Regions from separate parts of the Sus scrofa genome. Here regions 2 and 3 are each linked to region 1. Evidence: chromatin contacts called from public Hi-C data. All regions are on one chromosome and are shown on one strand. The core of a region is the stretch at or near the end of the contact, and the rest is flanking DNA. Distances in the headings are between cores, read along the strand shown.

What was found. A called contact is a pair of places that touch in the nucleus more often than the background predicts.
Region 2: a contact with region 1 is called in a Hi-C map of retroperitoneal adipose tissue, with 2.2 times the contacts expected there. The contact joins the promoter of PXDN here to the enhancer-like site in region 1. A contact is called at or near these places in 13 of 47 Hi-C or Micro-C datasets (embryonic fibroblasts, fetal heart ventricle, fetal liver and 8 more) and 1 of 2 datasets of contacts at active chromatin or transcription factors (skeletal muscle).
Region 3: a contact with region 1 is called in a Hi-C map of retroperitoneal adipose tissue, with 1.8 times the contacts expected there. The contact joins two enhancer-like sites. A contact is called at or near these places in 1 of 5 promoter capture datasets (liver), 14 of 47 Hi-C or Micro-C datasets (alveolar macrophages, embryonic fibroblasts, fetal heart ventricle and 8 more) and 1 of 2 datasets of contacts at active chromatin or transcription factors (skeletal muscle).

The regions. Positions count from the first base shown.
Region 1 is chr3:132,342,267-132,345,054 of Sscrofa11.1, reverse strand. The region is part of intron 8 of PXDN (peroxidasin homolog); the gene reads right to left. Among named protein-coding and RNA genes, the nearest start is that of PXDN, 37 kb to the right of the region's middle. Within about 2 kb of position 1,339, at least 8 of the 83 cell types and tissues checked have an H3K27ac peak or open chromatin away from gene starts, as enhancers often do. A contact at or near this core is called in retroperitoneal adipose tissue and subcutaneous adipose tissue, where this site is marked.
Region 2 is chr3:132,305,026-132,307,725 of Sscrofa11.1, reverse strand. PXDN (peroxidasin homolog) reads right to left here and starts at 1,438. Exons shown (of 22, transcript XM_005662789.3): 1 at 784-1,438. The coding sequence starts at 1,133.
Region 3 is chr3:132,278,801-132,281,500 of Sscrofa11.1, reverse strand. All of the region lies in intron 20 of MYT1L (myelin transcription factor 1-like protein), which reads right to left. Among named protein-coding and RNA genes, the nearest start is that of PXDN, 26 kb to the left of the region's middle. Within about 2 kb of position 1,295, at least 14 of the 83 cell types and tissues checked have an H3K27ac peak or open chromatin away from gene starts, as enhancers often do. A contact at or near this core is called in retroperitoneal adipose tissue, where this site is marked.

The sequences.
Region 1 (2,788 bases), core at 90-2,589:
TCCCGTCGTGACACAGTGGTTAACGAATCCGACTAGGCACCATGAGGTTGTCAGTTCGATCCCTGGCCTCGCTCAGTGGGTCAAGGACCCGGCGTTGCCGTGAGCTGTGGTGTAGGGTGCAGACGCGGCTCGGATCCCATGTTGCTGTGGCTGTGGTGCAGGCCAGCGGTTACCGGTCCTATTCGACCCCTAGCCTGGGAACCTCCACATGCCATGGGTGTGGCCCTAGAAGAGGCAAAAAGACAAAATAAATAAATAAATAAAGTAACGAAAAGAAATCTACTCAACTGCATACGTTTTCTTTTTAAAGAAATGCACAAACAGAAAGGGTCCCCTGCCTCGGGTCAAACCAGCCTGAGCAGCCCTGGCTGACCGGTCAGAGCTGGTTCCTTCTTAAAACGTGCACTGAACTCTACGGTAAAGTCTTACTTTTGTTTATCCTAAATTTATTTATTTAGTTAGTTAGTTACTTATTTAGGTCTTTTTAGGGCCGCACCTGCGCCATATGGAGATTCCCAGGCTAGGAGCCTAATAGCAGCTGTAGCCACCGGCCTACACCACAGCCACAGCAACTCAGGATCCGAGCCACGTCTGCGACCTACACCACAGCTCACGGCAACGCCGGATCCTTAGCCCATTGAGCGAAGCCAGGGATTGAACCTGCGTCCTTATGGATACTAGTCAGATTCGTTTCTTCTGAGCCACAATGAGAACTCCTATTTATTCTAAATTTATAAAGTCAGCCTTGTTCTTAAACCCTGCTAGTAATTCTTATGGGTTAAAAAACATTGTGTTTAAAGGGAATTTCGAACATATGGAAAAAAGAAACAAATTTCTCTCACAAAAAGAAAATGCAAATTAACACTATATTGAGAGAATATCTTTCAGCTCTAAATCCAGGGAAAACAAAACAAAAACAAAAAAACCTGTGCCCTTATCCTTGCATTTGTGTGCTCAGTATACGTAGAAGCAGGCGTCTCACACTTCAGGAGGGTCAGCGGCCAAGTCCCCGGACAGATCGCGGCCGCATGCGTCAGACTAAGTATTTCTTCACCCTCCTTTGCTTTTTACCCAGAAATTACTCCGCCAGGAATTTACTGCACAGACTTGTGAAACAAAATATGTACAAAAGGGGGGTTTTGTTACTGTTGTTTCTGTGAGTCTACAGCCTTATCCATAATTTCCAATCCAAAAAGCTCCCGAAATAAAATACTGATCCTAGCTGCTTTGTTTCCAAACCTTGATCTTTCCAGCGTGAGGCTCCGCCCAGCCCTTTATTCCTTGGACTATGAATAGCCGCCCAGTTTGCTACAGGATCTTCTGTGTTGACCCCAGGGCGGCAGCCAAGACTCTGACAGTACAAGACATGGATGTGGCCCTGGTGGGAAAAAATCCCAGATTTCCTAGAACTGCAAACAAGCAAAGGGTTTTGGATGAAGCCATATGGAGCCCTGAGCACAAAAGATGTGGGAAAGAAAGACTCCGAGTCCCCCGCCCGTGGGACCGGTGAGAGGCCTCGTCTGGCTGGTGGGGCCATACAGGCAGTCCTCGGGGGGGGGGGTGTCAGTGCTGGAACGAGACTCCGGGTCCAGGGGTGAGGAGGGGCCCTGGCCGCGTGCACCTGCACGCGCTGCCACCGCTTCCTGGAAGGGCGAGTCGTCAGAGCAGGTGGGCTGAAGGCGAAGAGGAGACGGGCAAGAGAATTCTGTCTATTCAGCTTGAAGCCCCATTTACCAAGCATCTAGTGACAGATCATGAACACGCAGAGACAAGAGCCAAAACTGAGCCTGTCTCGAAGGCTCTGCAGGGCCCCGAAATTGCAAACGTGGCCTTTAAGAGCCTCAGAAGACAGAAAGATGGGCGCCAACCCCTCCGGGGGGCGGGGAGTGAAACAGGAAACTCTAGGTCGGGCCCCAAGGTGCTCCATCCCCAGGAGGAGAAAGAAGCAGAGAAGAGGGCAGGCCTCCGGGGCAGGGGGCTGTGCATCTGGAAGGAGAAGAGACCTCGTGTTGCTCTGCTGCTTCTTCACCCCAGGCGGGTCCTCAGCCTGCAGTTCCCCCGCCTCGGGCAGAAGGACAGTGATCCCAGCAGAAGAGCTGAGATGCAGGAAGGATCAGAGACCCGGAGGTGACCGGGACAGGCACGGCTAGGCCAACAGTCACGGTACAAAGGAATAACCACTCATGCTCAGGAGTTCCCGTCATGGCTCAGCAGGAACAAAAACCAGCATCCATGAGGACAGGACGCGGGTTCGATCCCTGGCCTCACTCAGTGGGTTAAGGATCCAGCACTGCCGTGAGCTGTGGTGTAGATCGCAGACACGGCTCGGATCCCGTGTTGCTGTGGCTGTGGTGTAGGCTGGCGGCTACAGCTCCGATTGGACCCCTGGCCTGGAAACATCCATATGCTGCAGGCCCTAAGAAGAGAAAGAGAGAGAGAGAGAGAAACAGGGTATGTAACTTCCAAACTAGAAGTCAAAATAGAAGATGAAAAATAATGATTTCAAAATAAGGCAAGGAACACAGAAAAGGTTGGATAAATAGTCGAAAATAATAGGTGGAATTTATAAATATCTTGCCAACTACAGCAAATGTAAATGGACTTATTTTTAAAGTCAGACTGAATTTTTTTTTTAATTTAGCTCCATTCTGTTTATAACAAACATTCAAAGTACATTAATATGGAAAGGTTTAGACCAAAATGATGAAAACGGTACAGCTAACAAACACCAATCCAAAGACAGCTGGATACATCAGAATAAATCAATTCGCCTGAAGCAGAAGCACCA
Region 2 (2,700 bases), core at 189-2,688, 37 kb after region 1:
CCACTGGAGCGCCGACTCTCCGATGGCACCGCCGCGGCGCGCCCTGGCTGGCGACAAGAGCGGCGATGGGTCCCAGGCGCCAACCCGCTCGGACCCCGACTCTGTCCACCCCCCGGCCAGCCGCGCCGCGCCACAACTCGGGGAGGGACCCGCACCGCGGCCGCTCCCGGAGCTCGGCCCCGCTCTCCCGCGGCGCAGAGCAAGCCCGAGAGAAAACCGTGCGCCCCGCAGGGCTCGCGACTACCCGGGCAGGAGGCTCCCCGCGCCCCGGCCGATGCGGGGACGTGGGGGCGCTGCCGCCGTGGGTCACGGAGGATGCGCCCGGGAGGCTCCCCCAGTGCGGGGGCGGGGGTACCGCGCCCAGGGAGGACCGGGAAACCGGAGCGGGAACCGCCGAGTGGGAGGAGGGGAAGGAGGGGAGGGGGGAGGAGAGGAGGGGGGAAGCGGAGGAGGGGGCGCGGGGCGCGGGGAGGAGAGGGGCCCGGAAAGGGGCGGGAAGGGGGCAAAGGCGAGCGGAGGACGGCAGCGAGCAGGACCGGGCCGGGCGGGGCGGCCGGGCTTCCCCCGCCTGCTCCCAACAACTTCCCCGTCCAGCGGGGATTCCGAGCTCCGAACAAAGGCGGCTCCAGAGGCGGCGCGCGCTGCGCTCAGGTCCGCCCCCCGTGCCCCGGCCAGGGCGGACAAAGGCCCCGCCGCACCATCCTCCCTCCCGGACCCCGGACCCCGGCCCTCGATCCTCCCGCGCGCCTTGCCCCTCGGGGCCCCGCGCCCCGCCGCACTCACAGGATGGACGTCTGCGGCGCCACGGCGGGCACGGCCTCCAGCAGCAAATGCATGCAGCGCACGGTGGTGCGGAAGCACAGGCAGCGGCTAGGACACCCGTTGCCCGGCTTTTGGGCGACCACGGCCAGCACCCCCCAGCAGCAGCACATCACAAGCGCCAGCAGGCAGGGGCGCGCGGGACGCGCGGGGTGCACGGCCATGGCCCACGGCGCGCAGGACACGCGGACACTCGGACCGATCGTGAGGGCCCGGCGCGTCGGCTGCCGGCTCTGGACTGCGCCCTCCCGCCGCCCAACTGCGGCCCACGTCCCAGCTGTGCGCGGGGGGCGGGGGGCGCCAGCTGTGCACATGCGCGCGGCTCCTCCCTTCCCACCCCCACCTCCCCAAGGGCCGGGGCGGGGCGAGGACCTCCAGCCGTGCGTCCGGCTGCGGCGCCCCCTTCCCAGGGCTGCCTGGGGTGCCGTGTGGAGGCCAGGTTGGGCCCCCAAGTTCCAATCCCAGGTCTCCGCCCACGATCTGGGGCCTAAGCCAAGTTTGCTTCACGTCCTCTGGCCGCCGTGTCCGCACTATGCGAGAGGGTTTTTGTCCTTTTATAAAACACGTTGGGAGCGCCGGCAAGTCCCAGGCAGGATTCCAAGGGCTTGCTCTGTCTCTCTGTCTCTTAATCTCTGTCTCTTAATCTCTCTCTGTCTCTATCTCTTTCTGTCTCTCTCCCTTAATCTCTCTCTGTCTCCGTTTCTCTTTCCGTCTCTCTGTCTCCCCCCCCCCACCCCGCTCTCCTTGTCTGTCTAACACACAGACACACTCTGCTGCAGGATTAGAGCCAGGCTGCCGGGCTCCCCGGCGGAGCCCCTGAGGCCTGGTCACTGCCCAGGGCTGTGCACTGCTGCCCCCAGGACTGTTAGGAGGCAGCGCTGGACCAGGTGGACCCTCATGGACCTTTGGTTTCTCCCCTGTGGCCTCTTCCAGGGGGGCCTTGTCTGGAGCAGAAGCCCTGGGAAGGAGGGGCCCCACCTGCGTGTGTGTGTGTGTGTGTGTGTGTGTGTTCACAGCCTCACCCCAGCACTTTCCTCAAGGATCCAGTCTCTGCGGTGACAGTGGAGGACGTCAAAGCCACACAGTCACCAAGCCTCAGCCTCAGAGGCGCCTGGGTCTGTTCTGACACCCACACTGTTGCGTGACCGGAAGTGCCACAGTGGGGCTGAGGTGACCTGGCTCGCTCCTGCCACCCTGTCGGCAAACAGCTGCTCCTGCACGTCGGTGGGGCTGCATCTGGGTGCGGCTGAGCGGGGGTCTGGTTCTAGACCCCTCCGGAGGCTGCACGTCCATGACAGACGTTCTCACCCCAGTCACCACGTGGGGTAGCCGTCCAGTCACGCCCCCCGGGGGTCCTGCACACTGGCCAGTCCCGCGTCTCCCCCAGAGCCCACGCCCGGGGCCACACTCATTTTGCTTTTTCTCTGGGGACCCCCAAGAATTTCAGCCTTGCATATCAGAAACCCAAAACCTTACTCTCCCTGAAAATGTCATTTTTCCTCTGGGTCACCCATGTGTCCCTCCAACTGTTTCTCATACCTCGGGCCCGCAGGTCCGCTGCTCCACCCCCCAGCCCTGCAGCAACAGAGAATGTGCCGCTTCGACTGGGCCACTCCGCTGTCCAAATGGCTCTGGTCCCTCGGGTTTAAGTGGGAAAAGCCACATCTCTCCCAACACCTCAACCTGGGCCTCCCGAGGTCAGCTCGGGCAGCTAATTTTATGTGTCCATTGGCTGGGCCATTGGCCCAGTGACAGGCCACACGCTAGTCCCGGTGCTGTGCCAAAGGCCTTGGGAGGTGAGACTAACGTTGGTTCCTGTCTGCGACCGGCTGTCTAGGAGAGGAGGGGTCCCTCCTCCAGTCTGTTCAAGGTCTTAAGAGC
Region 3 (2,700 bases), core at 46-2,545, 64 kb after region 1:
GGATGCCCCCTCCCTGTTTCCTTCCCCCAGGGCCGTGCTGAGTGCCTTCCATGGAAGCTGTGGTCCCGGGGGCACGGGGACCCTCTGCGCCGTGTCAGCGTGCAGGGCGCCGCATGCGCAGGTGGAAGGAAAACCCATACGATGTACGATACTTCCCGAGAGTCACACCAAGACCCCGCTCTGTACTTCGTGCGCTCATTCGGGCTACGCAGACTCTGCCCGCAGGCAGAGAGGCTGCTGGTCTATTATCTGCGCCTGTATCTGCCCCCCGGCCGGCGGCGCGTGCACTGCGTGGTCCCAGGCAGCGTCTGTGAAAGGGGACGTCCCGTGACGTCTGCAGCGATGCCACGAGGTTTCTGAGCATCTCTCCAGACACTTTTCCAGGTTAAACTGTCTGCAGGGCGTCCTGCTGCGCAGCCTGGTTTGGGCACCTCCAGCCAGGTGGCGTGGAGCCACCGAGTCCCTCACTCCGCCGGCTTCTGCCTGGCTGAGCTTCGACACATTTTCTGCCACGGCTTTTAGCTGTTCAGGAGGAGGGCGAATCTTTGTACAGCAGGTGTTTTCACTGTTCTTCACAAGGAAGCTCAGAGCTGTTGACAGACGAGATGTTTGCCTCTGGTGACCACGCTGGACTCCCCAGAGGCTGAGTGACCACCATACCCGCGCCCTTCCCCGAACCCGGCCGGGGTCTGGGCTTGCTCACGAAGCTTCTATGTTCCAGAGGCGGGGCAGGGGGGCGGCACCAGGCGTCTGCCTCCTGTTTGTACCCAGCGGGGCTGTCGGCCCTGAGGCCTGCTGCTCGGGGGCCAGGTGTGTCCCGTTGCTCCGGGATGTTTGGAGCTGAATGCTGTGCACACCGGGTCGCTTGCCCACGTGAAAGAGAAGGAGGACAGTGTGAGGCTGGACAGCAGCCACAAGGAAGCTCGGCCACACAGAAGCCAGCGGAGTGAGGGACTCAGGCGTCTCCACGAGACCAGGCTGCTGGTGCCCAGACCAGGACCTGGAAAGGGTCAACCCAGCCTGAGAGTCAGAACCAGACTTCAGTCTGAGGCTGATGCTCTTACTTCCCAGGGAACTAACTGCCAGCCGGGATGGACTAAATTAGGAGACAGAGACAGACCCACGGCGGGGTGCGTTTTGTGCGAACACGCCCGCACCGTGTTCCTGCCATTCCGATCCAGTGACTGCACCCAGCGTGGGTCAAATTTGGAAGCGTCTGGAGCAGGCCTGCCAGGCTCAGCGGGAGTCCCCGGCCAGGGCGCAGCGCCATCTAGCGGCGGCCCGTGCCCAGCGCTCGGCGGGAGTCCTCGGCGAGGGCGCAGTGCCATCTAGCGGCGGCCCGTGCCCACCTCCCTCGGGGAAGGGGGTGGCCCTGGGCGCCCGGGGTCCTCGCTGGTCCAGTCCTTGCCCTGAGTCAAGTCAGGAGTGACCCCGGTGGTCTCGGTGTGGAGGCTGGAGTTTGGAAGCGGAGCCCCAGGGGGCCCTTATGGAAACAAACGTCCCTAATTAAAACCAGCTTGCTCTGAGTGTGGGCTGGAAAAAGGCCACAGAGTCCAGACTCTGGGCAGCAAACAGTTAACCCGTCTCTGCACCAGTTGCCTGCTAGGTGGGCCCCAGACGTCTGGCACCGGTTCCACCAGGAATTCCAGAGACGGCTCCAGGCAAACACCGCCAAGGGCCTGGGAAGTGGGCAGAAGGAGGACGCCCAGCATTTTATCAGGACCCGCACCGAGGGGCGCTTCCTTCAGGAGAACATCACTGCCGAAAATCGTTCACTAGCAAATATTTCCAGGGGGTGAGGCTAAAAAACATGGGGCTGTGTGATGTCCACTGGCAGGAAAGTAAGAAACTCCTGGGGAACCGGCTTTAGCACCAAGTGCACTGCTCTGCTGCTTAGGGGAACTTCGACCTCATCCTCTGTTTCCAGGCTTTCTCTGAGCACGGATTCTGTGGGACTGCAGACCGAGATGGTGCGCGGCTCGTTCCCCGGGAGCAGGGGTCCTGCAGACACACCAAACCCACGTGCGGGCTGCTCTGAACAAGCACATTCTCCACCTGCAGCATCGCAGCATCGATGCTTTGGAGGAGCCGCCTCCTCCCTCGGCCCCCTCACCTCCTGCAGGTCACAGAGAAACCCCAACTGTAGGAGGCATTTCCTCTTGGGGCGTAAAGGGAAGGACGATGTTTCTCATATGCTTTTGTCAAAAAAAAAAAAAAAAGCCACCGCCAGGTCTGGGCGGCCAGGCCCACTCCTGGCCCTCCGCCCTCTGGCCAGGGCAGGCAGGGGTGCAGGCCATCCCGGTGGAAAAGGTGAATGTCCAGGAGGCAGCAGCTGCAGGGCTGGTAGCTGCCCGGTCACAGTTCCTGGACTGCGGTGTGGAATCTGGGTTCATATCAGCCAGTCTTGAGTTAAGAACAATAAGGCTGCTTTAGTGTCCTCTGTCCACGTGTGGCTTTAGTGAGCGAGGCCACAGTCTCAGCCTGGGAGGAAGCTCCACGCTTACGGGCAGACACGGACCTGTCTGCGGAGGCCAAGAGCAGAGGGCGTACCTCCTGGTGGGATGGCTGGCTGGGGAGAGGTCTGCCTGCTTTACTCCCTCTCGAAGGTCCACCCACGAGACCTGGGGGACAGGTTGCTTCTGTGGTGCTTCAGTTCCTGTCCTGCAACAGCAGCCCTGTGCCTGGACTTGCAGGCGTCCC